Linked DNA regions of Sus scrofa: regions 1, 3 and 4 are each linked to region 2. The links are chromatin contacts, called in public Hi-C maps. All regions are on one chromosome and are shown on one strand. Each heading gives the region's core, a stretch centred on a gene start, on an enhancer-like site or on the middle of the called end of the contact. The rest is flanking DNA. Distances are from core to core; before and after follow the strand shown.

What was found. Hi-C and Micro-C count contacts between places; a contact is called where the count stands out from the background.
Region 1: a contact with region 2 is called in a Hi-C map of skeletal muscle, with 3 times the contacts expected there. The contact joins the promoter of RPS15 here to the promoter of LOC100524239 in region 2. A contact is called at or near these places in 1 of 5 promoter capture datasets (fetal liver), 1 of 47 Hi-C or Micro-C datasets (skeletal muscle) and 1 of 2 datasets of contacts at active chromatin or transcription factors (alveolar macrophages).
Region 3: a contact with region 2 is called in a Hi-C map of liver, with 2.3 times the contacts expected there. The contact joins the promoter of DAZAP1 here to the promoter of LOC100524239 in region 2. A contact is called at or near these places in 1 of 5 promoter capture datasets (liver) and 2 of 47 Hi-C or Micro-C datasets (heart right ventricle and liver).
Region 4: a contact with region 2 is called in a Hi-C map of liver, with 6 times the contacts expected there. The contact joins the promoter of REXO1 here to the promoter of LOC100524239 in region 2. A contact is called at or near these places in 2 of 5 promoter capture datasets (fetal liver and liver), 1 of 47 Hi-C or Micro-C datasets (liver) and 1 of 2 datasets of contacts at active chromatin or transcription factors (alveolar macrophages).

Annotation. Positions count from the first base shown.
Region 1 is chr2:77,043,320-77,046,294 of Sscrofa11.1, forward strand. It overlaps RPS15 (ribosomal protein S15), which reads right to left and starts at 1,430. Exons shown (of 3, transcript NM_214334.1): 1 at 1,344-1,430; 2 at 256-490; 3 at 10-162. The coding sequence starts at 1,430. The coding sequence ends at 49.
Region 2 is chr2:76,901,601-76,904,894 of Sscrofa11.1, forward strand. LOC100524239 (cytochrome b-c1 complex subunit 10) reads left to right here and starts at 1,619. Exons shown (of 3, transcript XM_003122996.3): 1 at 1,619-1,749. The coding sequence starts at 1,700. It overlaps TCF3 (transcription factor E2-alpha), which reads left to right. Exons shown (of 21, transcript XM_021084225.1): 19 at 1-1,749.
Region 3 is chr2:77,068,913-77,072,043 of Sscrofa11.1, forward strand. DAZAP1 (DAZ associated protein 1) reads right to left here and starts at 1,572. Exons shown (of 12, transcript NM_001244506.1): 1 at 1,421-1,572. The coding sequence starts at 1,449.
Region 4 is chr2:76,692,550-76,695,667 of Sscrofa11.1, forward strand. REXO1 (RNA exonuclease 1 homolog) reads left to right here and starts at 1,720. Exons shown (of 16, transcript XM_003123002.4): 1 at 1,720-1,998. The coding sequence starts at 1,842.

The DNA of each region.
Region 1 (2,975 bases), core at 180-2,679, 140 kb after region 2:
AGTCAGACTCAGGACTAGAGAAGGCTGCCTTTATTGGCCAGCAGGCTACTACTTGAGGGGGATGAAGCGGGAGGAGTGCGTGGCCCCGATACCAGGCCGGCCATGCTTCACAGGCTTGTACGTGATGGAGAATTCGCCTAGGTAGTGTCCAATCATCTCAGGCTGTGAGAGAAGGGAGCAGGGTGGTCAGGCAGGTGTGGGTGGCCAGCCCCCACCCACCCAGGCCTGCCCCAGGGCAGCACAGGCCACACGTACCTTGATCTCCACCTGGTTGAAGGTCTTGCCATTGTAGACACCTACCATGCTGCCCACCATCTCGGGCAGGATGATCATGTCTCGCAGGTGCGTCTTCACTACCTCTGGCTTCTCCATGGGTGGCGCCTCCTTCTTGGCCTTGCGCAGGCGCTTGAGCAGCGAGTGCTGCTTCCTCCTCAGACCTCGGTTCAGCCGCCGCCGCTGCCGTGCGCTGTACAGCTGCATCAGCTGCTCGCTGGGGGCAGAGCACTGGAGGCTCAGTCCCCGTGGTCCACCCACTAATAGGTCTGTTTCCTGCAGTGCCCCCAAAGCGATGCACCTGACCCGCTCACGAACCAAGTACCCAGGCCAAAGGCTCTGGATGAAGCCCTCCAGCTCAAGGACCTCTACTTTGCTATGTCAAACAAGGAAATCCGAGGCAGGAAGGGGGGTGGATCAGATGAGGAGGCCAAACGACTGGAACTTTGCAAGCAAATTGCTGTGCTTAAGGCCTCAAGAACCCAGGAGCACTGCAAGTAACAGGGCCCTGTGCTGTGCCCTCCAAGAAGTGGGCCCCTCCCAGTCAGGCCCACGGGTGTATCTCCAGGAGAAAAAACTGTCCCTGGCTACCATTAAGCCTCCCTTCCCATCTGGGGGCCTGAATAACGCAACCACCCTGGCTAAGCTTCCAGCCTGTAAAGTTCGCTAACAAAAGACAATAACCTTTTTTTTTTTTTAAACTGCTACACCTGTGGCATATGGAAGTTCCCGAGTTAAGGAACTTAGCTGCAGGCCTTACACTGCAGCCACACCGGCTCTTTAAGCCACTGAGCAAGGCCAGGGATTAAGCCCGCAACCTCGCAGAGACAATGTCAGGTCCTTAACCCGCCGAGCCACAAGGGCAACTCCTAAGACAGCCTTTACATGTCCAAGCGGATGCCGATATCCAAAGAGAACAAGCAGAACTCTTACTAGATTCCACACTCCACGCCCCCAAATAAACTTTTATCAGCACGCAGCCCCGCCCACTCGTTTACACAGGGTCTACAACCTCGGCTGCAGATTAAGTTGCAACCCCAGTTCTCGGGTCCCCTCCTGCCACCACTTACTAAGACATGTCCAGCAGCTGGTCGAGGTCCACGCCGCGGTAGGTGAACTTGCGGAAGGTCCGCTTCTTCTTCTGCTCTACTTCCGCCTGCGCGAGCCCGGGAAGGGGCTAAGCAAGACCCCGACACCCACCTCCCACCCATGCAGCGGGGTCACGGGGCCCGCAATTCCCGCCGAGAATCGCGCGAAGCTCTGGAGTACGAAAGCCGACAGGAACAGATCTTCTCGGGCCGGTTCCAGGCAGGGCGGCAAGCACGGCCCGGGGCTACAGGGGCTCGCCTAAGACATGCGGGCCGACACAGGCCTTCCCCGCCCCGGGTCGTCCCAACCCCCACCAGGCCTGCCCCGCGCCCCCATATCTGGCGGTTCCGGAGGCCTGTTGGAGGCTACCGCAGCCGCGCAGCCCGATCCTGACCCCCGCGAGGCGGCCAGAGTTCGGATGGCACCGGATGGATCCGGCACAAACACACCAAGCACAAACACTCACCATCCCGTCGGCTCTTCGGAAAGGAACACTCCCGCTACGCCTGCGTAGTTATCGCGCGGCCTTTCACGTGCCCCGCCCCCGGCCGTGCGCGCGAACGCACTTCCGCTTTCCCGCCGAGGACGGGCGTCCTCTGTTGTCCGGAGGCCAGAGTGCTGGCTGAGAGGAATAAAGAAGCCCCCGCCTTTCTTGGGTGCTCAGATCCCCAGCATGGGGCCGGTAGCCTAGTGTTTGGGGATTCTTTCCTCAACTGGGAAACATGGGTTACATCGCGGTCCCTTTCGGAGACTCATATTCGTGCTCTGTAATTTCCATAGCGAACCCCACCTAGGAAGAGTGGGCGGAGTTCCTGTTGTAGCTCAGCGAGTTAAGAACCCGACTAATAACCATGAGGATGATGATTCGATCTCTGGCCTCGCGTAGTAGGTTAAAGGATCTGACGTCGCAAGCTATGGTGTAGATCTCTGAAGCGGTTCGGATCCAGCGTTACTGTGGCTGTGGTATAGGCGAGCAGCTACTGCTCCAGTTCGACCCCTAGTCTGAGAACCTCCATATGCTGCGAGTGCGGCGAGGCCCTAAAAAAAAAAAAAACAAATAATGTTTGCAGTAGGCGCTGGCTGGGGGGTTCAGGGCTGTCCCTTCCCTAGGAAGCTCACATCCCAGTGGGCGAAGCTGCCACATAAGGAACAAGGTTATACAGATATCTGAGACAAGAGGAAAGTCTGGAGGCGGTGGACACGGGCTTCACACAGATGGTCAGAAAAGGCATTCCTGATAGGGACCAGCCAGCCTTTAACAGACAAAATTTTAAAAGTAGCAACTGTAACATTGCAGTGCTAGGGTTGTGACACAGAGATGTAATATGTTTAAGGATAATAGCAAGAATGGGACAACGGATTAGAACTATATAGGTGTACTCCATCAGAAAGTGAATCTGGTACATTAAGGTGTTTGTGGTGGAATGTGGCCAGGCAATGCTACAAACAACTGAAAGCAGGGATTAGAACACATTTGCACACCTATGTTCACAGGAGCGTGATTCACAGTAGCCAAAAGATTGGAAACAACCCTAGTGTCCATCCATGGTTGATGGATAAACACAATGTGGTCCACCTCTGCATTGGAATATAACTCAGCCTTAAACAGGAAG
Region 2 (3,294 bases), core at 369-2,868:
TATGTGAATTTCATATCAGTTAAACACAAGAAAAGGAGTTTGGTTTCCCAAGGGCCAGATGAGGATCCTACAGGGAACCCCAGAGGCCTGGGCAGAGAGCCAGTGGTGTGCCAGGGTAGCCAACCATTCTGGCTTATCCTCCATCTCTTCTGGTCACATAACCCTGGTATTCTCTTTTGGGGATCCTCTCCCAATTTCAGTCCATGTTCTCATGTGAGAGGGGGTGATTCTGCCCTGTTTCCATAGCAGGCTAATGAGAACCAGCTTTGGGGCATTCTCTGTGATTATTTGGAAAGAGGTGCCATCTTCCTGCAAGGGTTGCTGGAATGTCAACCCAGAGTTTCTGGGTGCCTCTGCTCAGAGGGAGTTCACCAGAGAGTGAGAGCAACACAAAAGAGCTGAGAAATGGAGGGAAAGATTCATGATAGTGCTAGACTCCTGGATCCACCTGTGCCTGAAGCCATCCAACATGCCTTTAAACGTCCATCTTTTCTCTTAAGCCGACTTTTGTTCTTTATCACTTGAAAGGAAAAGTATTCTGCATCATGAGCTGAAGTGCATTAAGCAGAAGGAACAATGAGGCAGAGCTTCAGAAATTGCTGGATCCAGGACCTGCAGCGCCAAGGCCTCTACACCCACCTCTGCTCATCTTTTTGGGCTGGTATATTCTTCTGCCTCAAGATTTCTCTCTCTCTGTAATTTTCAGGGCACCCTCTATGTCCCACATGTTAAGGGTCCATCAAGGACAGAGGTTTATTCGGGTCCTCTCTGCCCCACCCCCCACCCCCGTGGCCAGGGGCAGGTGAGAACCTGCAGCCCCTGAAACTGCAGTCTTGGAGGGTGCCCAGGTGCTGATTCCAAAAGGACTGGAACGCGACGAAATGGGCAGACAAACCCAGAGTCCAGTCCTCATACCCAAGCCTGCATTCGACACTGGTGGTCCCAAAGGCGGTGACTGAAGAAGGCGAGCTTGGGGCGGCGGGAAGCAGGGTGAGGAGGAGCCGCCTGTCCGGGTCCCAGCAGCTAACAGGTGTCCTGAAGTGCTGACAATGCGAGGAGCCAGGCCTCCCTCTGCCGCCGGAGTGAGGAATCACTCCCAAACGAAACGTGCAAACAATTTACAACAGGGTCTCTTAGCAACAAACAACTCAGCGCGAGCAAACCGACGCTCGGAGGCTCGGGGTAGCACTGCTATCTGGCCAAGGTCCCGCTGACAGCAAGTCCAGTGAGAACGCCTAAATCCTCCAAAAGGGAGTTCAAAACGCCTCCTTTCCCCTCTGCGACACTCTTCCTCGTATGGCCTCGGTTTAACTGTTAATAAAGTTCTGGCATGTAGTAAGGACACAAACTCACCGGACAAATGTCGCGGGCCACGCTTAGTTGCTGGAGGCTGCTCAGCAGGAGTCACTCTGACCTGCGGAGCGGAGGGGCAGGGCCGGCGTCCTCGGGTCCCGCGGCAAGAAAGCCCCGCCCCCAGGCCCGCCCACTCCAGTGTGCGATCTTCAGACCCTCCCCGGAAGCGATTGCAAATGTCTTCCAAGTCTGAGCGCCCTGCAGCGGTGGGCTCCGGGTCTCGCGCAGTCAGCCCGCCCAGACGGGGCGGGGCTTCCTTGAGGGCCTGCGCGCAGCGGCGGTCGCGCCTGCGCAGTGCGTCCGAGCCGAGGGGGCCGGGGTCACCCTGAGCTAAGACTGCGCCGCAATGCTGAGCAGGTTCCTGGGTCCGCGCTACCGCGAGCTGGCCAGAAACTGGTAAGGACGCAGCTCGCCCTCGGACTTGGACCCCGTGTCCTGCCGGGTCCCAGATGGGGGAAACAGAGGCACGGAGCGGCGGCGCGGTGTGTTCTGAGCACACGTGCGTGGAGGGCCCCCGACCCCCTCTCCCTGGGGACCGTAATGCTGCCCACCCAGTCCGCGCCCAGCACCCCCGGTTCAGCTCTTGGGGCCTGGAAACTGACCATATACGCTCCTAACTTTGCTTTTGTTTGACGTTATGAAGCCGACAGCTGCACTTGTCAGAGGCGGGTAGTGTTGGGGTGACCCCACGTGGCAGCTAGGATGGGCGTGCCCACGACGTGGGGCGCTAGGAAACCGGCTTATACTCGGCAGTCGTGTCCCCGGCAAGGAGTTAGGGGTGGGGGCTGGCCCTGGATGGTGGATCTGGCAGGCATCTTCGGGTGGGCTTTACAAACGAAAAAGCCGTCCCTGGCGTCGAGTGGGACCTCCGGCAGCACCCGCAGCCCCTCCCGCAGGCGGCCCAGGCCCCCGGAACTGTCCATTCCTATCTGCCTGTGGTCAGAGCCGCGACACCTCTTCCAGAGTTTCTTTCCGTCGGCAGCCGGCAGCATTCTTGAGTGTATTCGCTTCTAGTCAGAGACACAGCTATAAACGGAACCTTCGTGTCTGACGTTCTAGTCCATGAACAAGAAAAAATAAACCGATGTGACCCACGGCCTGAGGCTGATGTAAAATGTTAAAGGGGGTGTAGTGCAACCCTGTCCCCCCCCTGCTGGCTTCCAGAGGCCAAGAAGCGGGATCCAGCCCCAGGAACCGTGGGGGTTGTGTCCCAGACTTTGTGCTCAGCAACTGAGGACCTCTGGACCCCACGTCTTCATGCGAGGAGGGGAAGGACAGGTCGTGAGGGTGTAAGGAAGTCCCACGAGGGGCTGTCAGCATCATCACCACCTCTCCATCTTTTGGTTCCTCTTAGAAGTCAGGTTCGTGGCCACTCCCTCCCTGTGCGTGGCAGGAATGAGAAGGGGTGGTGGCCTCCCTGAGGGAAGGCTTCTCTGACATTAAATCTCAGAGCTGTTGGGCTGTGGGAGGAGATTCCCCTTCTGTTCAGGACACCTGCCCCGTAGTCTGTTCCAAAGGCAGCGGTAACTTGTGACCTCTCCCAGGCTCAAAGCTGAGTATTATGGGCCTCAACCCCAAGAGCAGGGGTTGCTGCAGGTGGCTCGGGACTGTTGATCCCTCCACTCTCCACCCCAACACCCCCAAGCACATGGCTTAGGATGATCCAGTGAGGTGGTCACCCATGTACAAATTCTGGTCCTGCACAGGCCAGCGATGGAACCTGTAAGACTTCTCTATTGCTGTGTAACAAACAGCCCACCAAATCCGGCAGCTTTACAAACACTGATTATCAGTTTCTGTGGGTCAGGTATTCAGACACACCTGAGCCAGGTCCTCTGCTCAGGGTCTCATCTGAAGCCTTGCCTGGGGATCGCTTTCTAAGCTCACACATGTGTTGTGACCACATGGGCCCCTCTACAGGGCAGCTCACAAAGGGCCAGG
Region 3 (3,131 bases), core at 322-2,821, 170 kb after region 2:
GATGTCCTCTGGTATAACCTGCAGCTGGAGCCAGGCAGGGGCTCAGTGAGGCCAGCCACCCACCAGCAAACAATGACTTACTCACCAAATCAAGCATTTTGTAAACACCTCATCTGTTCAAAGCTAAGGCCACTGAAAAATGTACACAAGGCCACGGAAACCCAGCCCAGGCTGTTTTGCCATCTTCCCAGAATTTAACTGTAAAATTACGCTGATGCTGTAGGAGCCAGTCTCTGCAAAGAAAACTAGACCAAACCCCTAGACCAGAGCAGAATTGGATTTTCTGGTTCCTCTGGGATCACTTCTCTCATCTACAGCCCGTTTAGCATTAGGCAAAGCTATAATTAAAAGGGAAAACCTAGCTATAACAAACCTCCTCTAATAGCTGCACCAAAGAGAAAGACCTCTGAAGCAAAGCTGTCTGTCCACCGCCGTTTCCCTTTCTCTTTATCTTAAGCACACCCATGGGGGTTAGCTGGGGGCAAAGCAGAAAGGGGCTCCAACAACAAAAAACAGTTGCAAACAACCCATCAGGTGGTGTGGAGGCGCTGAGACGGTGGGCACCACAGGGCACGAGGAGTGCCAACCAGAGATCGGCCCCATGACCTTGGCCTTCAGCCTTCGGTTTGCAAACCTTCACTTAGGAGGACAGGGGATGGTGAAGGGGACCATCGCTCGAGTTCCGGGAGGGAGAAGTTGGGCGGCGGCAGAACTGGATCCCCCCGCACCCCGGCCCGCCACGTGCGCTGACGCGCCAAGTTTGTGCACGGGCTGGGGGTGCCCTGGATCCCTTGGGTTTCTTTTCGAGGTCCCCGAGGAGAAACAGGAGCACGGGGCCCCCAAAGGGAAACCCTGGCATGCCCGGGTGCAGACAAGGTGGTTCCTAACTGGGGGTCCGCCAGCCAAGCCGTAAACTCTAGCTTGGAGGAGGGGTCCGCCCCCGGCAAAAGACTGCGAGGGCTCCCAGGTTTCCACTCTGGGTTCCCGGCCAGGAAACAGCGGGGCGCTGAGACCGCTAGGACTCCCTGGGCTCCCGGGTCCCGCTCGGGGTCTCCAGCCACAAGGCGGCGGGACGCCCGGACCCTCAGGACTCCCAGACCCTCAGGACTCCCAGTTTCCATTCGAGGTCTCTGGCCACGAGGTTATCAGGACTCCTGAACACCTCCCCCGACTCCCCGGACCCCCAGCCACGAGGTAGCAAGGCGCTCTCCCCCTCAAGACTCCTCGGACCCTAGCTTCCTGTCTGGGGTGCCCGGCCACGAGGCGGCGGGGCGTCCGGCCCCCAAGGTTCCCTCCGCTCTTCGCAGCCCCCTGCCCCACAGCAGCCGGCTCGGCGCGGCCCCGCGGCGTGACCTTGACGGGCCGGGCGGGTCTGGGCGGGGGCCGGCCGAAGCAGCGGCGCGGGCCGGCGCGTCCTCACCCGATCTCGTCGGCGCCCGAGTTGTTCATGGCGGCGGCGGCGGCGGCGGCGGCGGCGGCGGCGGCGCTCGGCGTCCGGGCCCCCTGGCTCGCTCCCGCCTCCGGAAGGTCACTGGCCCCAGCACCCTCCCCACAGCCGCGGCCCGGATCTGCGCAACGGCGACGGCCGCGCTGCCTCCTCCCCTCAGCGCCAACGGTCACCGCGCGCCCCCGCGCCCGCGCCGCCGCCCTGCGCACACCCGGGCGCGCTCCCGCACGGGGCCTCCGGGGGCGGGGCCAGGGGTGCGCCCGCGTGCTTGCGTGCGTGCGTGCGTCCGCCGGGGCCCTCGCTACCGCAGCTCGGCAACCGCAAGTCGGCCTTTCTCCTCGAGGGCTGCTAGCGTCGCAGTGGGGCACACTGGGAAATGGAGTCCTGCGCGCCGGCGGCGGCGCCGGCCCCGCCCCGAGGGCGTGCGCGTGCTGCGTGCGTGCGTGCGCGGCGGGACGCGTGCGCGGCCAGGCGCTCGGGGCTAGGCACTGCGGGGCGCAGGCGCGGCTGCGGCTTCCTTGTTCAGTCTCTAGTGGGAGGTGGCGGAGGCCTGTCGGTGTCGGCCGTGAGCTGAGGCCACGCCCACACCCCCGCGGAGCCGCTAGAGGCCAAGTTCTGCACCTGCACCTCGGTTGCGCGCTCTGCACCCCCGCCCCAGTCTCCCAGAAGATACAGACGGTCTGATAGACTCAGTTATCTGCCCAAGGTCACCCATTCAAGGGAAGAACTGGAATCAAATCCAATAGTTGGCTGTAAATCCAATGATTATGAAAACATACTGAGTCCCTGCCATGTGCCAAGCATTGTCCTGCCCTCATCTGTCCACACCGGTGGTTTTCATCCAGAATGATTCAGCCTCCCTCTCGTCCAGGGGATACTGAGCCATGCCAGTCACCACTGGGTGAGGGGGTGCTACCAGCATCTAGTGGGTGGAGGTCAGGGACTGGTAAATATCCTACAATGGGCAGGGAACGCCAAACCCAGGTCTACAATGACCCTATTAAAAGCTGATCTGTATGGTGGTGTCAGATAGTGGTCATGCTGCCTAGTGACTTTCCACTCACTGTCTCAACGTCTTGATAGCCTGACAATTAATTTATTCACCATAAAATTACATGAATGTGAGGAATGAAGGAACTAGGTCATAGGTAAGCAGTAACACATAAAACACTTAAAATGCACCTTCCTTCCATCACATTACAGTTTGCAAAGCACTTTGGCATCCATATCATCAATTACAGTAGCCTCTGAACAGGATAACTCATGAGTTGCACTTGCAAATGAGAAGCAGAGGCTCAGCAGAGGAGGAAGGATTGGCCTTAGGTGGCATGAGGCAGGTGTTCTCTCTTGCCCAGGAGTGGGGGTGGAGGACACTTAAGTTTTCCAGGTCAGAAAAGAACAGTAACACTTGGTGGGGGCTGGCTCCCTACTCTGGGGGAACGCAAACGTGGTGAATGGAGAGGAGTGTGCTAGGGGAAAGCTGAGGGGTGTGTAGTGAGGAAGTGAGCAAAAATGGGGGGCCAGCTGCCACTATCCTTCCAACAGTGGAAGCTCAGCAACCCCCAAATGCTGGGCTGAGTGCAGACAGACAGACATGCCCCAAGATGCTCACAGCCCACCCCATTATTAGAGGAGCAGAAAACTGGCATCAACCCACATGTCCCTCCATTGGTGACTGGATAAA
Region 4 (3,118 bases), core at 470-2,969, 210 kb before region 2:
AAGGCGTCTGTGATCACTTTCTGTGAGTCAGGCCCTGCCCTCCTCTGCACTCAGCGCTCCAGGCTGCCACCTCCCTCCAGGGTGAATCGCCCAAGTCCTCCCTGAGGCCAACCAGGCCCTGCATGACCTGCCCCTGCCCCCTCTCTGCCGCTGTTACCTTCTCCCTCTCTCCCCTTTACTCACTCAGGTGCAGCCACACAGGCCTCCTTGCAGTTCCTCCAACAAGCCTGGTGCCGCCTTTGCCCTGGGGCCTTTGCACATATTGTGCCCTCTGCCTGGAATGCCTTTACCCTAGATGCCTGCTTGGCTTTCTCCTTGAACTGCTCAAATTCCACTTCCCCATCAGACTCCATGGACCACCCCTTTCCCCAGCTCCCTACTCTCCCTATCACCCATCCTCCAGAAGAGCACTCTCGGCCTTGTACTTAAGTATCTCCTTTACTGATCTCCTGCTGTCTCTCTTCTAGAACGCTACTACTGCCAGGGTGGGGATCTATGCTTTGTTCACTGATGTCTCTAGCACTGGGTCTGGCACTCACATAGTAGGTCCTTGGTAAATATTTGTTGAGTAAATAACCAAGGTCAGTCAGTGAGTACAGAGGAAGCATCTAGTAAGTGCAAGCTCAGGGGTGACCTGACTTCACCTCACTAGCATTGTCAGGGCCAGGCTGAGGGGTCCTCCCTCCTCTTGGCGGTGGAAGAGGCGCTGGCATCGAGAGACCCCTGGGGTGAGGGGTCTCAGGCCCAAATGCCACCGGGGCCAGGTGGCTGAGGTAAGGATAGATGGGCTGGGAGAGGGAGGAGATGACCTGCACAGACTGCACCCCCACCCTGTGCTCACACGGGGATCCTTGGCAATTGCCAGCTGGCGGGCAGGCTGGGAATTGTAGTTTTATGAAGCATCTCCCCCAATTTAAATAAAGGGCAACAAACAAATTTACATCATTTGAAAAACTAGTACTGAAACAAAACTGGTACTCAGATACATATACACACATGTTCACAGAGGCTCAATTCACAACAAACAGGCGGAAACCACCTGAATATCTATTATCTGATGAACAGATAAAATACGGTTTAGGGTCAATATTTGGTGGACAAATGAGTAAATCGGAATAGGGTTCCGCTGGTGGACCTGGGGATGAGATTTCAGACAAGAGTCCAGTGGGAGTCCACCCGGAGCCCAAGTCGAGGGACCTCCGCAAGCCTCTGCTTCAACGAGTGCAAAACGTGAGCACTAATTCGAAGTCAACCCGGGCGGAGTTGAGTTTCAGAGCCTGAGCTGGGTAACTCCGGTGCAGATCTCCAGGTGCAGGTGAGACACGCCCGCAGGACTCGTGTTGACCAGCAGAGGGCGCCTCAGGGAGACGTGCTAATAAAACTAATTAAATGCACCTAAGCCACAGCTGGACTATGAGGGGGGCCTTTTTTTTTTTTTTTGATCAGGCGTGCCGTGGACAGCTCCAGGCGCCGCAGGGGTCTGGGGCTCAAGATGGCGCTGTTGCCGCCACCGAGGGCCAGGCGGCGGCGCCGGCGAGGCTCCCGGAGACAGTAGGCAGGGCGTCTCGCCCCCACCACCCCTACCCCCGCGACTGCCTGTCCTGGGCCATGGGTCCATGACCCTCCTTGGGGCCGCGGGAGCAGGTGTTTCTGATCAGGCGCACTTCGGGCAGCTGCTCCCGAGGTCCCTTGCGGCGGCGTCCCGGGGGCCTCCGGGGACCTCGGAGCAAGATGGCGGCGGCAGCGGGGTCCGTGAGGCGCGGGCGGCGGCGACCGCGGCGCCAGTGAGGGGCCCGTGGGCCCGGGCGGCTCCGGGCCGCGGCCCCGCCGCGGGACGGACCATGCTACGTTCCACCGGCTTTTTCCGGGCCATCGACTGCCCGTATTGGGCTGGGGCGCCCGGGGGGCCCTGCCGGCGGCCCTACTGCCACTTCCGGCACCGCGGGGCCCGGAGCCCGGGCGCACCCGGGGGAGGCGGAGCGGCGTCCCCCGCAGCAGGTAATGCCCGCCCCGGGCTCAGCACTCCGGCGCCCGGGCTTCCTTGGCCCCCAGTTCCCCGCCCAACCTTCTTCTCTCTCGCTCGCGGGCGACGTGTCCCCAAGTCCGGGCCACCTACCCGGGGCCCACGTTGAGCGACCTCTGCAAACCTCTGCTTCAACGAGTGCAAAACGTAAACAACGAAGGGACCCGTTCTCCTAGAGGCGTCGCAAGGGTGGAGCGCGCCGGGCTCGGGAAAGGAGCGCGGCCGACACTGGTTGGCAGGCCCGAGCTCATGCCGGGGGAACCGTTCCCGCCGCCTCCCCGGCCCCGAGTGCTCGTGGCAGCCCTTGTTTACTTCTGCGCTTCTTCGGCCGCCGCGCCGCTGATTGTGGCCTCTCTTGTTTACAGTAGCAGTCTAGAGGATCTTGCTTAGGAACCTGGGCTGTGTGTTGAGCCGTGTGCCAACATATCCACTTGCTTGTGTGTGTGTTGGGGTGGGGGTCAGGCTTCCAAGTGAACGTTTCTAGATTGAGCATTACAGTACCGTGGTGATTATCAATGTCGCGGCAGAGTTCGGTGAGAGCTGCCCGGGGTCACGCTGCTTGTGGGGAGTGTGGGACTTGAGCTGTTAAGAATGGGGGCAAAAAGAGGGGCACCGCGAGGAAAGGCTTGCAGGGATGTCCTTACTCCGGAGGGGAACTCGGGCTCTCACTGGGGCTCCTGTCCTTCAGGACTGGGCTCCCCTTTTCTTTCAGGCTCATATTCTTCATTCGGCATCCTCTCTCTTTCCCCATGAAAGAATCCCCATCTCAGAGCCTTTTAACTTTCAAAGAGGAGCGCCCTTGCTAAGATTAAATAATGGGCTTGTTCTCCCATTTTGCCAGAAAAAAAAAAGGAGGGGGTAGCATTTTCTCAAATTTCCATTGTAAGTTTGTCCTGACTTTTTGCACCTGCCACCCACTGTTCACAGCCAGCCAGATGCAAGCATTGGTTGCCTGGCTCCACATTTGTGCCAGGCCTGGGGCTGTGTGCATTGTGGGCCCTGCTCTCAGGAACTTACCCCTGAGGAGGGAAGCTGGCCTGGCCCACAGGTGCCTTAGTTTCCAGCGGTGCCTTACCCCCAGCTGAGTGTCAACGG